Regions from separate parts of the Hordeum vulgare genome. Here region 1 is linked to region 2. A link is a contact called in public Hi-C data. All regions are on one chromosome and are shown on one strand. The core of a region is the stretch at or near the end of the contact, and the rest is flanking DNA. Distances in the headings are between cores, read along the strand shown.

What was found. A called contact is a pair of places that touch in the nucleus more often than the background predicts.
Region 1: a Hi-C map of leaf shows a contact between it and region 2, with 6 times the contacts expected there. The contact joins two enhancer-like sites. A contact is called at or near these places in 2 of 6 Hi-C or Micro-C datasets (both in leaf).

The regions. Positions count from the first base shown.
Region 1 is chr1H:373,032,991-373,037,376 of MorexV3_pseudomolecules_assembly, reverse strand. No RefSeq gene overlaps it. Among protein-coding and RNA genes, the nearest start is that of LOC123438304, 18 kb to the left of the region's middle. Within about 2 kb of position 1,621, at least 3 of the 3 cell types and tissues checked have open chromatin away from gene starts, as enhancers often do. A contact at or near this core is called in leaf, where this site is marked.
Region 2 is chr1H:372,814,778-372,818,855 of MorexV3_pseudomolecules_assembly, reverse strand. No RefSeq gene overlaps it. Among protein-coding and RNA genes, the nearest start is that of LOC123438278, 7.2 kb to the right of the region's middle. Within about 2 kb of position 2,510, at least 3 of the 3 cell types and tissues checked have open chromatin away from gene starts, as enhancers often do. A contact at or near this core is called in leaf, where this site is marked.

The DNA.
Region 1 (4,386 bases), core at 372-2,871, 220 kb before region 2:
GGGCGACGAGATGGGGACGGGGTTTAGAAGCAGATGAGCCCGAACCCCCTCCGCACGTTCGGATTAAAAAAGCCGACCGAGGTTGCTGGCGCGTGGGCTCGCGGAGGATGGTCATCATTAATTATGTTGACCGCGGATAGTTGGGATGGACACCGAAAAGTTGTACGCGTTTTCGTTTCGCGTCCGTGCCGACGCATTTCAGTCCTAAATTTGGGTTAAAAATGGAGTCGGTGTGTACGCGAAGCGAACACATTTTGACAATAGGTCCACACATTAAACCATCACTTTTATTCATACGGAGTCAAACAAACGACGACAAACAAAATAGATCGTTATGATGAAATTGCTCTAAGTCATCGTGACAGCCAGCCGGAGTTACAGCGCAGATGGGCGCGTCATTGCTGCAGCTGTACGCGCTCACCGTCCAGATAGACGTCTCCTGCGATTGCATGTACTCCCCAAAATGACGGTGGGACTTATTAATGTTTCTCTATGTAGTTCAGTACTACAGTACTACGTTAACCAAACTGTTTGACCCGTGTAATCGCGTGGGCGGTGTGGATTTCGAGATGGATCACAAGGCACTCCTCCGCCGACCATCCTTTCTAGCGACACCGCGACAGTTGAGCGAGGACGGTGAGTGGTTGCAAGTAAATGGGCAAAGTCCACTCCCCACCGAAGCAATCGCCTTGTGTTAAATGGACGGTGAGTAGTGTTATTTTCGGCCTGTTTACCAGGCCGAACGATCATACTCACTGGTTTCTTTGCACATGTTGTGCATGGCCATGTTTTACAGCAAAAATATACTACAACAATATACTACTCCATCGGTTTTTAAATATTTGTTTTTAAATAATTCATTATAAACTATCTACGGATGTATATAGACATAATTTAAAATATAAATTTATTCATTTTATTTTGTATGTAGTTTATAATTAAATTTTTAAAAGAACAAATATTTAATAACGAAGGGAGTAAAAGAGGCTACACAAATTACTAATTCCAGATGTTTTTTCTAGAGTGAGGAGGGATTTTGCGCTATAGAAGCTGGTGGCTTGTTCAGCTTTGTTGAGCCGAGGCCGAGCTCATTGCCATTTTTTTAGTGGAGGCAAACCAAAGCCAACCCTGGCTCGGCTCGGCTCGTTCCCACCACCAGCAAGCCTAGACGCTAGACCCAACCGCCGGCAGGGACCGGATATGTGAATTGTCAAAGGCGAGGACCGTGGCGGATTATAAATTAAGTCAAGGTACCGCCTGAGCACAATGCGCCAATCAGAGAGCCCCCGTACCCAGCACGTGCCCGGAGCGCGACCTGGACGGCCCAAAACACCCGGCCGACAGGATAACCACCATCGCACGTCGTCTAGCCAGATAGCCCACGGGCAGCGCAACCAGCCAACGGCACCAACCCCGCCACCCCCCCTCCCAAACGAAACGAAATGACGGCGCACAGCCGCGCGGCCGTCACGTCGACCCAACCCTGCAACCCAACCTGGCTTCCCAACGCCCCGCTTTAACCCCGATGCGTCCCGTGCCTGGGCTCCAAACCGTACCGCGTGAGCGTGAGTTAAAACGTGAAATGGACGGGGGCGACCGGCGGAGCTGGAGCTGAATCAGCTTGACGTCGACGGGGCGTGCATGGGCCTGGCTGGTTTCGGCTGGCACCGACACCGCCTTGAGCGGGACGCTGCTTCTGGGTCCCACACCGGCTTGTTTAGTGCGACAACTGATATAATCAGTAATGCCCTTTTCTTATCCTTCCAGCGGGGTAAGCAATAATTTAGGAGCCGAATCGCAGGATTTATCAACTTGCCGTTTTTCGAAACATTATCCCTCTTGGTCGTAGTGGCCAAGTGGGCGGCAGCACCACATTATCCTGCTCAACGTCTCATCAGGGAAAAATGACAAGAATTAGTTGTAGAGTCGTTGGCTCGAGACACGCTAAACGTGGTTAAGTGGGGAGTGAAATAATTGAGTACCTCACATGTCTAATTTGCTCCATGTTTATCGAATGTGACCATGTTTTGAAAATCGAAGATAGAAACGGCCCAAGTGGAAAAGTTTAAACCAAATCTGGCAGCTGTTCTCTATGTCTGAATTTTTCTTTTCAACACACTACAACCGAAATCGCTCATATATATGAGCATAAAAAACTCATCTTTATGAACGTGCATGCACACCCTATCTTATGAGCATATCTGAAAGATTGACTTGGCACATGTCTTGAAATCGCGCCGACTACGGTCATGGCGGTAGATGGCGACGTCATTGATGTTGTTTCCTTGTTGAGGCATCGTCGTTGAGTTTGCGTCATCAGGCTCGGGATGCTTCAGGGGAAACACTAGATCAGGGTCTTTCGGATCGGACGATGATGGGTTCGCAGTATCGCTTTTCCTCTTGGGAGCATCGTTTTGGAGCAAGTGATGGCTGGATAGGAAAGAGGAGGAGCGGTGTTGCATCGACAGCAGGGTGGTGGTAGCGTGTGGATGTACACGTGCAGGATGGTGGCGTTGTGTGGCGCCATGCTGGCGTCGATGGCAAGCGAGGCAAGGTCGATGCTTCAGTTCCTGCTGTGAAGATGGACCGGTGAAAGATCACGACGGGAGCGAGAGGGCGCCGGTCCGGTGTGGGACCCAGTCCTGGTATGTGGTTGGGCTGGGGCATCCGGCTATAGATGTTAGGGTTTCGTGCGATGGTTTGGTCTTAGGCCCGGATATCCGGCACACCTTCATCAAGGGGACAGGAGTAGCAAGAGGTGTTGGCTAGATGGCGGCTTCAGGCTGACTGATGTATTACTTTGTATGACATTTGTGAATAATTAATAAAATTGACTGCATGCACCGTCGAAGTTGTGTATCCTTTCACTGAACGCACATCGTCGATAGACCTGAAATAAATCAAGAAAAATATGAGCATCACACTTAAACTCTCGTGGGCATAGAATATCACTGTCCTCCTAACCATCCAACCACGAATTGTTTCGCGGTGTCTAATTTGATGTGCCGACAAACAATAAAGAGAACATTGTTTCCACTCTTGTTCCAACTCAGTACATATGATTTCCATCCTAGTAGTCCTATAAGGAGGGGGAGAAAGATGAAACTATTTTTTCGAACACAGTATAATCGCAAATGCCCATAAACATGCACATAACTCATCCTTATGAATGTGTTTGAGGTTGAACTGAAATATTTGCGTTGATCGATGGTTACATGCGCTATTTATATGTTCTCGAGAGACACGACGATCCAAAGGAGGCGTCGGTTCCAACGACAGAGGGAGATGTGTCGGTTGCGGGACAAACCACCCAACGGTTTGGGCAAGGGGAGATTCTCCCTAATTACATGAAGTAATTAATCTTAACACTCCCTATACTCTATGCTTGACCATGTAGAATCGTCTCACGATTGTCCGCATAGTGCTATCATCTCAATAGGATTCTCCTCCAAAAGTTCTTCATGAAATCTTTGATGAGAACTTGAAACATAGACTCACAAAGAGATGGCATATTTTGATGTCTTAAAGGGTATCTCAAGAAGAGACTTGCCCTAACACCTGCAAGTCCCTAAGTCGTCCATACCAATTTTATGAACATATTTATGTAATGTTGACTTTGGTAGAGAGTTGGTAAATAAATTAACAAGGTTTTCTCATGATATACTTGCAGGATGTTTATTTCCCCGCTTTTCTAAAGATTATGCGGGGAAACCACTTAGGACAAATTTGCTTAGTGATATTACTCTTGATGTATCTTGTTTGCAGTTGTGTAACACATGCCGCATTATCTTCGTAGAAAATGGTGGGTGATTCTATCGAACAAATTCCACATGACTGTTGTATGTGGTTTATCATTCTGTAAAACCATACACATTCACATGATGCTTCAAATAATGAAATTAATTTAGAATGATTGGTAGATGTTGCCATCGGAGTGTGTTTTGAAGACTTCCATGATATCACAGTACCATCATGTAGGAACACAAAGCCGATATGTGATCTCGCATTATGAGGATCACATAAATAGACAACATATTGATATGTCTTCAATGTATGTATAATTTTTTATTGTTCAATCACTACAAAAAATATGTCAATTTTTGACCCTTCAATATTGGTCATGGAATGGTCGTTGTTTTTCATTTGTGACCTTTTTACGACCAAAAACAGTTGGTCAAAAGCTGGCCGTCTTTAATGAAACTTAACGACCTTTTTGTGATATGTAAAAGGTCATTGGTTCTACGACCAATCGTTTTGGTCACTCGCAGTGTGCGCGGGCCACGTCGGATCCAACGTGGCAAGCTCACATGGCAAAATTATGACGAAGTGAATTGGTCGTTGATCGGAATCAGTCCGGTCGAGTTCGGTGTTTTACATGGGCCAAGC
Region 2 (4,078 bases), core at 1,261-3,760:
CCCTTGTCCATTGCCATGGACGACCTTTTTCAATTGGATGGAAAAAGGTGGTAGGCGACCAGAAGAGAGTGTTGCCATGGACGACCTCTTGTAGATGGGCGTGGACGTGATGCGACCAAGAGAGATCCACTCGTAAAGCCGTGTGCGGTGGTGGCCAACGATACCATTCTTTGTCGGCCAGGCGAACGAGTGCATCTAGCCAACGCGACCTCTACCCCATTGTTTGGCCTGCAGAAGTCACCACCACCGCCATCGCACATATAACACACATGCCAACAACAACAGCCGGACGGGGGCCGATCCCGTCGAATCCGAGGGCAGTGCAGATGTATGCCGCCGGATCTAGCAGGGCCGACGCTGGGAGACCCGAGAAGGCGCGATGGGTGACCCTAGCTGACGCTTGGAGGGAGGGGTGACACCGAAAGGGCGGGGCCGATGATCTGCAAGTATAGAGACTACAATTACAACCTTTTTTGAAATGAGAGTATTGATCTCACTGAAAGTAACCCTTTTGTTATTTAAATGATTCAGTTTATAAGAAAAGCTCGATCAAAAAGGAACAAGTTGACCCACTTATTAAAGGAACCGGACCAAAAATCATACAAGTTACAAGTGAAAAGAAAAAATAATAGAAAATAGCAGCCTCGAGAAGGCATAACCTATCTAGTAAGGAGAACTATTATCATCACAAGATACACAAGTAGATGTGGCATTACCTATCTAGTAAGGAGCACTATTATCATCAGAAGATACACAAGTAGATGTGGCATAACCGCATAACCTATCTAGGAAGGAGAACTATTATCATCATAAGATACACAAGTACATGTGGATGCCTTCGAGGATGAGAATATCAAAACTTTACAAACAACCTAACACACCATATTAAACCCAAAGACACAACTCAAGAGCATGCACAATCGATGAGTGCGATGAATACCAGCCTTTTTTTGTGCTGGTAAAACAGTTTTATTCCAAATGGATAGGGTTACAATCAAGAGGTAAGAGTTTCTCGACACACGATGGACCTCGACCAAGCTATATAACAGTAGTGCTCTCTGTATGACTATAAACCTTAACTGAGGGCCTCCCACAGAAAATCAACACGGTTTGCAAGTAAAGAACGCAATACCAAGGGTGCCAAGCTTGCCGCAACACAAAGGCAGCCATGGTGGTTCTTTCGCGCAAAACTTGATACGGTAAGCTACAATCTGATGTAGAAATTGAAAGCTCTTCTCAAGATCAAGATAAGAACATAAGCTGAAGCAACATACTAGTAAAAATAATACTACGTGTACAAACGCATATTTACCAAGCAAAAAAGGGAGACCTGCCTTGGTTGTTAAGACTAGTATAGGCGCTTACTATCATTGTCAACGGCCGCGGTTGCACTAATTAGCTGGTATTATCCCTTAAACCCAGCTAACCATACGCGACGAAGCTTCATGACCTCTTTTCGGCTCTGAGGATGGAACCAAATCACACGTCACGTTCCACCTGCGCGCACTCGCACGACAGACCTGCGCTAGTTGGTTCTTATCCTTTTTTATTTTCTGATAGGATGAAATAGTTTGCTTCTTGGGTTGGACTTAATGGTAGTATCATCAATAGTATTATTATCATGCATGTCAACTACGCATATTTATAATCCATTAAGACCTTTTTTCTTTAAAAAGTCTTAGGACTTTTTTTAGTCCCAACTAAAAAGTCTCTAGTTTCTATTTGTTTTTTTTCAAGGACTAAACATGGATTAGGGGTCATTAAATGACATGCAAAAAGACCATGTTACCCCTAGTAATATATTAGAAGTTATTAAATGGCATGCTAAAAGTAGGGACACTGTTGAAAAAAGTGACAAAAAAGTCTCAAAAAGCCTCTTCCATAGGGACTTCTTCCTTTAGTCCCAAATACCCCCTTTAGTCTCTAAAAGTACCTCTTGTTTTTAGTCCCTACTTCAAAAAGTCCCTGAAAAGAAACACCCCTTAAGGTCTCGTTTGGTTAAGGGGGATTGGGGATGTTTTGAGAGGGAGGGATTTCAACGGATTGGGTGAATTCCTTTGTTTCACCCAATCCTCTCAAATCCCCGGGGTTTTGCTCCCACTAGTCTTCCGAGGAGGGTTTTGAAACACATGAATAGGAAGGGATTGAAGGGGAACGGAGGAGATTGGGCTAAGCAAACCCCTCCTACCAAATGGGCGCGCGAGGATCTGTGAGGTTTCTGGGCCCCTCGGGGATTTTTTCTCTCAAATCCTTCCCAATTCTCCTTAACAAAACGAGACCTAAAGATACTATATGATACTCTTCATTATAGATAGCCTTATCTCCACGCATGAGATGGAAAACGACCGCCGCGCGTTAAGATTTTTCCTTTTTTTCGAGAACTGTAAATTGTATTGTATTTCTCTTGTTTTATGTTGAAAACGAGAGCGACAGGCCTAATAAGTGGGGCTGCATGGGCCGGCCGGGCCTCACCGACCGCCTTGATCTGCGCCCTGCCCATCAAAAAGCGTATTGGAATCTTCTGGAGTAATATTCCATTCCGGATTCCACGCACGTGAGTGTCGTGGCAGCATCCAGCCTCGAGCGTCACGGGCGTTGCACACGTGTTCCATGGGTTTTCGTACCTTTAATGGACTGTATTTTGTAAGCTGGGCCGTTCTGTGGGCTCGTTGTGAGGACGATAAAAGAAGTCCATGGGCCGCGTAATATTGTCAGAGAGTGATGGACCAGGCCACGAACCAACATGAGTTTACCTCTAAAGAACCCAACATGAGTTTTGTCTAAACAAAAGGAAACATGAGTTTTAAAAAAATGGTGGCAGCTGTGGTATTGGAAAACACTGAAGCGCGCTCGAGCTACACTAAAATCTGATTTGAAATTGGAAATTAGATTTGGTTTTTCAGAAATAAGCTGAAACTAATTCCACATGCATATATAGAAACAAAGTTTCAGATTCATATATTTATGTTTCTTGTGCAGCCATATAATAAAATAATTCATAAGTATATACCCTGCAAAAAAAGGTATATTCACAAAAGAAAATTTGGAATTATTTGTCCCTTCAAAAATCCGGTTCACTAGATCCGAAAGTCATTTTTAAAATAAAGTAAGTTTCTCTACGACTATTTTTTGTTGTAATTCTAGATCTACATAAGATGAAAACAAAGTAATTACTACTACCTCCGTCCTATAATACTTCCTCCATTCCCTTATACAAATACACAATAAAAAAATATTTTGCATCTATACAAGACCACTAACACTAAACGAGGCAAAAATTAATGATGTTATCTCATACTAATAATATAATTAATACTTGTATGTACGTACTCATAATGACACTCAGCTACTTTCCTGTCATTTCTTCCTTGCATTCATGCGGCGTATTAATGATCCCGCTAAACAAAATAAAAAGTCGGCTTGTAAAGTAGTTATTAAATTCTACTTTGATACTTGTAATATGAGTTTGTGGCCTTGTACTCTCTATGTCTCGGTGCATTAGGCTGCTTCCAATGCAAAGGTGCTAAGACGTGGTGCTAAGAGCATTAAATAGCTTAGCAACTCAACTTTCCAATGCATAGGTGCTTAACCTGTTGTTGCTAAGCTCACTCTATTTAATGATTTAGCACCTAAACTCTCTCATGCATTGGTCATCTTCTTTCATTTAAGTGGTTTGCCTAGATTCACGTGTATGGCATTGGTTCTTCCTGGGATCATCAAAGTTGTTCTCTTTCCTTCTTAATTGCTATGCCATGTCATTTTTTTGCTTATGTGGCATGCCTAGCATCTGTCCACCATGAAGCACTGGAAAGGGCCTTAGGCATCTTAGAAGATGCACTGCAACCTAGGCACATAGAGATTAGGTAGGAGAAGAAATTGAATTGCAGAGAAAGCCAACCATATTATTTCTTTCTCACCTGACAACCTGCTATTAATTAGGGGACCTCTTCAAATGCAAAAAATATGTCACATAAATTACATGCATTGGTCCTTCAATTAATAAATGAGATCTAATTAATATGCATGCAACTAGTATTATTGTAATGTGTTTTAGCATTTTGAGATTATTTGATTTTTA